Regions from separate parts of the Mus musculus genome. Here region 1 is linked to region 2. A link is a contact called in public targeted proximity ligation data. All regions are on one chromosome and are shown on one strand. The core of a region is the stretch at or near the end of the contact, and the rest is flanking DNA. Distances in the headings are between cores, read along the strand shown. Region 1 holds the start of Zp1 (zona pellucida glycoprotein 1). Region 2 overlaps Vps37c (vacuolar protein sorting 37C).

Evidence for each region.
Region 1: a targeted proximity ligation map of pancreatic cancer cells shows a contact between it and region 2. A contact is called at or near these places in 11 of 39 promoter capture datasets (3T3-L1-derived adipocytes, the C10 cell line, cranial neural crest and 8 more), 9 of 484 Hi-C or Micro-C datasets (ECoMG-derived neutrophils, the HPC-7 cell line, bone marrow-derived macrophages and 4 more), 15 of 130 datasets of targeted methods (the HPC-7 cell line, the NIH/3T3 cell line, acute myeloid leukemia and 12 more) and 4 of 9 other capture datasets (adipose tissue, embryonic stem cells, liver and 1 more).

The regions. Positions count from the first base shown.
Region 1 is chr19:10,918,619-10,921,975 of GRCm38.p6, forward strand. It overlaps Zp1 (zona pellucida glycoprotein 1), which reads right to left and starts at 1,983. Exons shown (of 12, transcript NM_009580.2): 1 at 1,786-1,983; 2 at 762-883; 3 at 84-447. The coding sequence starts at 1,957.
Region 2 is chr19:10,707,806-10,711,616 of GRCm38.p6, forward strand. Vps37c (vacuolar protein sorting 37C) reads left to right here. Exons shown (of 5, transcript NM_181403.3): 3 at 2,465-2,636; 4 at 3,466-3,548. Among named protein-coding and RNA genes, the nearest start is that of Vps37c, 21 kb to the left of the region's middle.

The DNA.
Region 1 (3,357 bases), core at 733-3,232, 210 kb after region 2:
TTGGTGACAGAGCAGTGAGGAAATGACTGTTTAGAGCTCAAAGGTCCCAAGACACAGACTGTACACAGAGAAGGCCCACATACCTACAGAATCCAGCTCAGTCAATTCCCAGGGCTCCAGCGTGCCCCATTGGGAGTGAGGTACAGTGGATCCAGCAGGTCCAGGTCCTAGGGATGGCGGAGCAGGAGTTGGATGGATGAAGCTCTGTTCTGGGTACAACGTAGTGAGACCAGTGTGGCCAGACCCAGCCAAGGTGTGGTCAGGGATGGGGTGAAGGGCAAAAGCATGAGGTGTAAAAGGCTCAGGTGTGGTGGGTGGAGCCAGGTAGGGGTCCGGAGTCACGGTGTGGTCTGGTTTGGGACAGATCAGTGTGACATCTTGTGCTATATCCACACGGCCATTGGGTAGGACGGCTTGTATGAACACCCTCAGGTGGAACCGCCCATCCTGCAGATGAGAGAGCCATAGAGAGCAGCTGAGTGTGGCCACCTGACACTTCAGGTGAGCGTGAGGGCTGGGCTGGAGGCCAGAGCATGGTGCCTGGCTGTTGACTACACCCAGTCCTGGAGTGGTTGCCACCCAGGCTGGCTGCTGTTAATGGAAACTGAGCATCCCTGGTGGAGAGGGAGCCGATTTGTGGCGTATCTCAGGATCTAACCCGTCACCTACCCACTCCCCACCCCTCATAGGCTCTATTCTTTTCTGGTCATAAGGGGCAGTTAGGACAATCTCCCTCTGTCCTCACATGTGACTCTCCTTACCTTCTCTAGAACGTGGCAGCCTTTGTAATCAGCTGAGAATACTGTGTGCTCCTGGGCCTCACTGGTCACCCAGTGGTAGCAGATAGAGCAGTTATTCACCTCAAACCGGTTCCCAAATTCATCTGGGTAGGGGGAGGAGATTGGGGAGGGAGTCTCAGGTGCTGGAGGGCAAAGGGCTGCTGGGAACCTCTGAAAAGCTCTTGAGGCGGGCTTGTTTCAAGACCTAGTTTTTCTTGCTAGCTCAGCTGTGTGGCCTTAGACAAGTGTCTTTCCCTTTCTGGTTTTGGTTTTCACTTCTGTCGTTGGCTCTTGGTAGCTGGGATAAGGGAGTGTTCACAGGGTGTCAGACACAGACTGAACACCTTATAGCCTAAGTTTAGTTAACCACGTACCTTGGCTGAGGCATCTAGGAATCCCAAGGACTCAGACCAACACAATAGGAGTGAAATGAGGGCAGAGTGAAAGAAGGAAGCTTATTTGTCATCTTAACTGTCTCATTTGGGGACACCTGCTCACTTGCATTGTTATTTCAGAACAGCAAACACCGAACCCCTACCCCACCCCATCCTACCTCACCCCGGGCTGCCCTCACCCTTCTTTTTCCATGCACAGGGCAAGTGTGTGTGTGGGAAGGGGGTCATCTTTCTCACCTCGCAGATGCTGCTCTGAAAGTGAGATTCAAATCATCACACAGAACCCCCCCCCCCACACACACACCTATTCTCTACATTAAATCACACCCCCAAGGGTGTTTTGTGGGCCCGAAGCTTGCAGCTGGAAGTTGAGAGCCCAGCATTTGGAGTCAGGGCCTGTCTTTCCTACAGGTGATTGTTGTGCACAGGGCACAGGAGAGTCCTGTCTCTGTGTGGTGATGGGCAAGAGGCTGGTTCTTGCAGCCCTCTTGAGTGACTGGCCTCTTCTCCTCCAGCGCCTGCCCCCGGGAAGAGGTGCAGCTCCCTCCTTGCAGCAGGCTGGGCTTGGGACTAGGCATGGGAAATTGGGAAGGGTGTCTGCCAGCACTCACCCAGCACCTTGAATTGGACAGTCTGGTTTGGCCTAGGGAACACCAGCAGCTGCATGCCCCGTACCCCACAGTCATAGCTGTATTCAAAGCCAGGCTCGAGATGCAGGCGCTGACCCAATCTCAGGGGAGCTGCCGCCAGCAGAAGCAGGACCACAAAACAACCCCAGGCCATGATGGAGGTCCCTGTCTGTCAGCACAGACACCCACAACAGTCTCTATGATTTCCCCATCATCCTACTTGGGGGGCCAAATCTTTATATGCATCAGGCAGGAAGTGGTAGCCTCTAGGGGCAAAGGAGATCCACCTGGGGGAGCAGCTGCTTAGCCTACAAGGGGCTATGGAGAAACTCCTTCCCCTGAGGCAGGAGAAGGCACGTTCCATCCTGGGTCTATCAAGGATCTTTAGAAAGCTGCTCCTGACCCCTCACCAATTTTCTGTGGCAGCTGGGACTACCCAGGGATTTCTAGCAAAGAGGCTGCAGGAAGGCTATAGGACAGCAGTCATTCCTGAATGCTTCAGTCCACTGACTGGGTGCTTCCCAGTCTCACATGGGTGTGGGAACTTTCTGCCCAGGTATCCTTCTTCCAGGGTTTCCTTCTACCTGTCAGGACCCTGGAAACTGAATACAAGGTTACTCCCTGCCCCCACTCAAGCCCAGCTCCTGGCAGAGCTGGCAGAATGAGGGTGGTGGGTGGTAAGCAATCAGAGACTGGTGGTAGCGCCTCTCAGTGTTCTCATAGTTAATCCTTGGCGATCACATCCTCTGCTAGAAAACACAAAATCCCAGATGCACGAATGTCTGAAATATTCTGAGCACCAATATGATGGCAAAAGTGGAAGTCTGTTCTTGACCTTGTGATGAGTCACACATTACACACATGATACAGCACAAATCAAAATCCAGTTGCTGGGTCCACATGGTGGTACATGCCTGCAATCCCAGCACATGGGAGGCTGAGACATGAGGATCATAAGTTTGAAGGCAGCCTGGGCTACAGAGGGAGAGAGAGAGAGAGAGAGAGTGAGAGAGAGAGGGGGAGAGAGAGAGAGGGAGAGAGAGAGAGAGAGGGAGAGAGAGAGAGAGCAAGAGAGCAAGAGAGAGGGAGAGAGAAAGAGAGGGAGAGAGAGAGCAAGAGAGCAAGAGAGAGGGAGAGAGAGAGAGGGAGAGAGAAAGAGAGGGAGAGAGAGAGAGAGAGAGAGAGAGAGGAGAGAGTGCTTGTTATGTAAGTATGATGATCTGAGTTCAAATTCCCAGCATCCATGTAAACAGCCAGGTGTTTGTAACACCATGACTCTTGGGATCAGAGATAAAAGGATTACTGGGGCTTTCTGGCTGCTAGCCTAGCTCCAGATTCACTGAGAGATCCCGTCCCAAAGGAATCAGGCGCAGTAATGAACAGGTGTGCTGGTTCATTTTTTGCCAGCTTGACATAAGTTAGAGTCATCTGGGAGAAGAAACCTCAGTTGACCTGTAGAAATCAGATTGACCTGTAGGGGAGTCTTCTTGATTGGTGATTGACCCAGGAGGGCCTAGGCCCTGTGGGTGGTGCTACGCATGGGCAGGTGGTCCT
Region 2 (3,811 bases), core at 471-2,970:
CTGAGTGTCCCTTACCACAGGTTCCTGGGGTGTAAGCTTTGCAGATTTCCTACGTCTTGGCCCTTGAAATGTTTTGCATAGATTTACTAGTTAGATATCCACAATATAAAAAAACCCACAAATTCCAAGACATTCTGAAATCCAGAATTCCCTGAGTGTCACGTAGGCTTTTTGAAATCTAGAACAAGAGTGTCACTGATAGCTGTCTCTGCATCTTAGATTTTGTGTTGCTGGATGTTTGCCATTGAACTCCAAGGGTCTCCTCTTTTTATTGTGTCCTATCTCTGTGCACACACATATCTGTGCATGAATGCCACATCACAAGTGTGGAGGTCAAAGGACAGCTTTCAGGAGTTGGTTCTCTCCTACCATTTGGAGCCAAGGGTTCAAACTCAGGTCAGTCAGGCTTAGCAGCAAGCATCTTTGCTTACTGAGCCATCTTTTTAGCCCTAAGTATTTCTTCAGCCAACAGTGAGCAACAGGATGGTAAGGGGTTCCTAGTCTTGTCCCTGAAGGGAGTGGAGCTCAGCAAAAGCAAGCCCAGCTCTTGGGAGTTCATTGCTTCCAAGCTGAGCAAGCCTTCAGCCCTATGGAAAAGCACAACCTCCCGGAGATGTAAGGGATGCAGCTTCCTGGCCAAGGGCAGATTGAACCTTCTCTGTAGCCATGTTTGAGCAAATGAGTTGAATTCTCTGAGGGGAAAAAATACTCACTGTGGGACAGACAGAAACAAAGTAAGGCAAGCTACTTACTCTCTCAGAAAGCCTTTAGCTGTCTGTCTGTCTATCTGTCTGTCTGTCATAGCTGTAAGGCAGTAATTGTGTCATGTGGGGCTGGCAGAAGAGAAAGGTGGTGGGAGTGTTCATCTCTGTAGAGAGGGAGCTGTGCAGCTCTCCTGGCCTCATAGGGTGTTAGTAAGAGATGGGCTCCAGGGTAGGGAGAGGGTGGCACAGCACAGATGTAGTGCTTCAGACCCAGGGAAAAGCCGTGGACAGGTAAGGATGCCAAGGGTGTGGCCAGGAAGGGCAGGCCCTACACTCAGAGGTGGCCACACAAGTGTCCCTGGCGTTTTCTTTCCTTTTCTTTTTTAACACTGTATTTTTTGTTATATGTATAGGCATGTCTGGTGTGGGTTTGTGCATGTTTGGTGCAGTGCCTTTGGAGGCCAGAGAGTCTGTTAGATCCCCTGGAGCTGAAGTGGCAGATGGTGTGAGCCACTTGACGTGGGTCCTGGGAACTGAACTCGGATTCTTTAGATGAGCAGTATGCGTTCTTAATTGTTGAGCCGTCCTCCAGCCACCTTGGCTAACAGTCACACATAGCAGTTTCTCTGCTCCTGTGCCAGTGAGCTTGTCCAGGGGCTCAATGGCGTTTCTGGCTGGACAGCAGGCAGTCCAGGTAAAGGGGTTCTAACCCTGAGCCCGGACTCCCTTGTCTGTGCAGGAGGTAACTGGCAGCACTCCTCTTTCCAATAGGCTGCAGCCTGCTGTAACTACAGGGCTCGAGGCCCTGAGCAGGGGTCAGAGCAGGGTGGCTCTTCTGGAAACCCCTTGTCCAGGATGCCCCCTGGCTTCCTGGGGCTGTTCTAGTGGGAGCCCATCTGGCCTGGTGTGCCACATGCTGGCCAAGGTGGAAGGAGAAGCTCTGTGTTGTTGATCCCTTCGGTCCCCGTGGAAGCTGGCCCTGACCTGTTCCCTAACTTCTGTGGCCAGTGCTGAGCCCCCTCTGCTGGTGCCATGTGGTACTGCGATGCGATGGTGGCCCTGTCTCCAGCTCTCCTTTCGGTGAAGCAGATGGTAGCCCGCTGGGCAAGGTTCCAAGGCTGCTTCTGCCTGACTGGCAGTTAACAAGGGGCCTGCATGAGGGCTCCATTTTGCTGGCTAGGGAAGCATTTTCAGCAGGCAGCATTGAGGGACTATCTATAGCTCTGTGGGCTGTTTGACCTGGGAGGCGGGGATATCTGTCCTGCTCAGTGGCTTGGGCTACAGGGCCTCCCTCCCTAATACCTTTGGGACCTCAGATATTTCTAGCTTCTGGTCTGGCCTGGGTCACCTTCATTCTCCCTAGCAGCCTCTCATGTGTATGCATGCATGGTGTGTGTGTCCATGTGTCTTTTTCACTTGGGGCTAATGGTGGGGACTCTGGGTTTCATCCCTCCCACTGGAGTGGTCTCCTTCAGCTGTGGCCTGCACAGCACAGAACCACTTGCAGGTACTTGTCTATTGGGAAGCCGTGGTTAGGTGGTTAGCCTTGCTGCCTGTTTCCCATGTGTCATTCTCACAGGCTCTCCGGATCAGGATGTGGTGAGGTACCTGGGTCACAATGCCTGCATAGCCTTTAAACCCAGGCTTCTGTGACTGGTTGAGGGCTGAGCGCCAAGCTGAGCAGTGAGTCCAGGAGCACCCCCTGCTGGAGGCTGACCAGTTACAGTTAAGCTCATTGTCAGTTGTCCTGCTTTCCTTAGGTTCAGGACCTGCAGTTAGAACGAGAGATGGCACTGGCCACGAACCGGAGCCTGGCAGAGCAGAACCTGGAGTTCCAAGGTCCCCTGGAAATCAGCCGCTCTAACCTCTCAGACAAATACCAGGAGCTGCGGAAGCTTGTGGAGCGGTGCCAGGAGCAGAAAGCCAAGCTGGGTAGGGACAGCCGACCACAGACAAGCACTCTGGCCATCTCCCCTGCTGATTGATACTTCTGTTCAAAGGAGGACGAGGGAGGCAGCTGGAATACTAAGGATGCTTAGATACCCAGAATCGGAGAGGGCCAGCAGCCATTGTAGCCACTGTGCTTTGCATGTTTTTACATGATAATAAGCAAATAAGCAAAAGTGTAGGTACTGTAGTTAGTCTAAATGTTTGAGTATTTATATTTATTGTATACCCTGGTGATAATTTTCATAGTATTAAAAATGTCCTGAACTTACTATTTTTATAGATGAGGAAAACAAGGCTGGAGCCGGCCGAGGGCTTGCCTGAGGTCATCCCACCAGAGTGAGATGGAGTTGGGATTTGCAAGCATAGCCTTTAAGAGCTGAGCATCTCTCTAGCCCTGGAATGGGATTTGAATCTAGGCAGTCAGTATGTTTCACTGCCTCTGCCAACTTAGCCCCGAGCCTTGCAGAGCTGACCTAGGCCCTGTGAGGTAGGAAGGCTTCCTGGATGGCTGTGCCCTTGGCAGCTGCTTGGCCAAGACCTGAGCTTGTCCCTCAGCTCCTCTTCACCAAGATGGTGAACGCCTACATGAACCAAAAGGACCCCACAGAACCAGCTGCAGGGACTCTCTCTCCACTGGGGCCTGTTGTGGCTGAGTCCTGAGTGCTCACAGAACCAGCAGCAGGGACTCTATCTATAGTGGCTAGGCCCAAGCACACAAAGGGCATGTCACATGTCTTCCCTGAAATCAGGGTCCTCAGCTTTAATTAAAGCAGTGCTTTTGAAATGTCGACCTCTCTGCCCTTCCTTCCAGAGAAATTTTCCTCGGCACTGCAGCCTGGGACCTTGTTGGACCTTCTGCAGATCGAAGGCATGAAGATCGAGGAGGAGTCTGAGGTGAGGTGGGGAGTGGCATCCTAATCCCTTGAACGGTGGTGGGCCTCGGAGTCAGGTCTCAGGTGAGACCAAGAACCATAGAGCAGAAGGGTTTGGAGTGCGGCTTGAGTAGATGGCACTGGGGTGCTGGTAGACACACTGATGGCAGGACAGGATAGGAACACGTTCTAAGGCCCCGGTAAACACTTGAAAGCAGCCAGCACTCTCTTCTGTGTCAACAGTCTGTTTTCCTGTACACATGCTTATGATAATATATAGTGTGT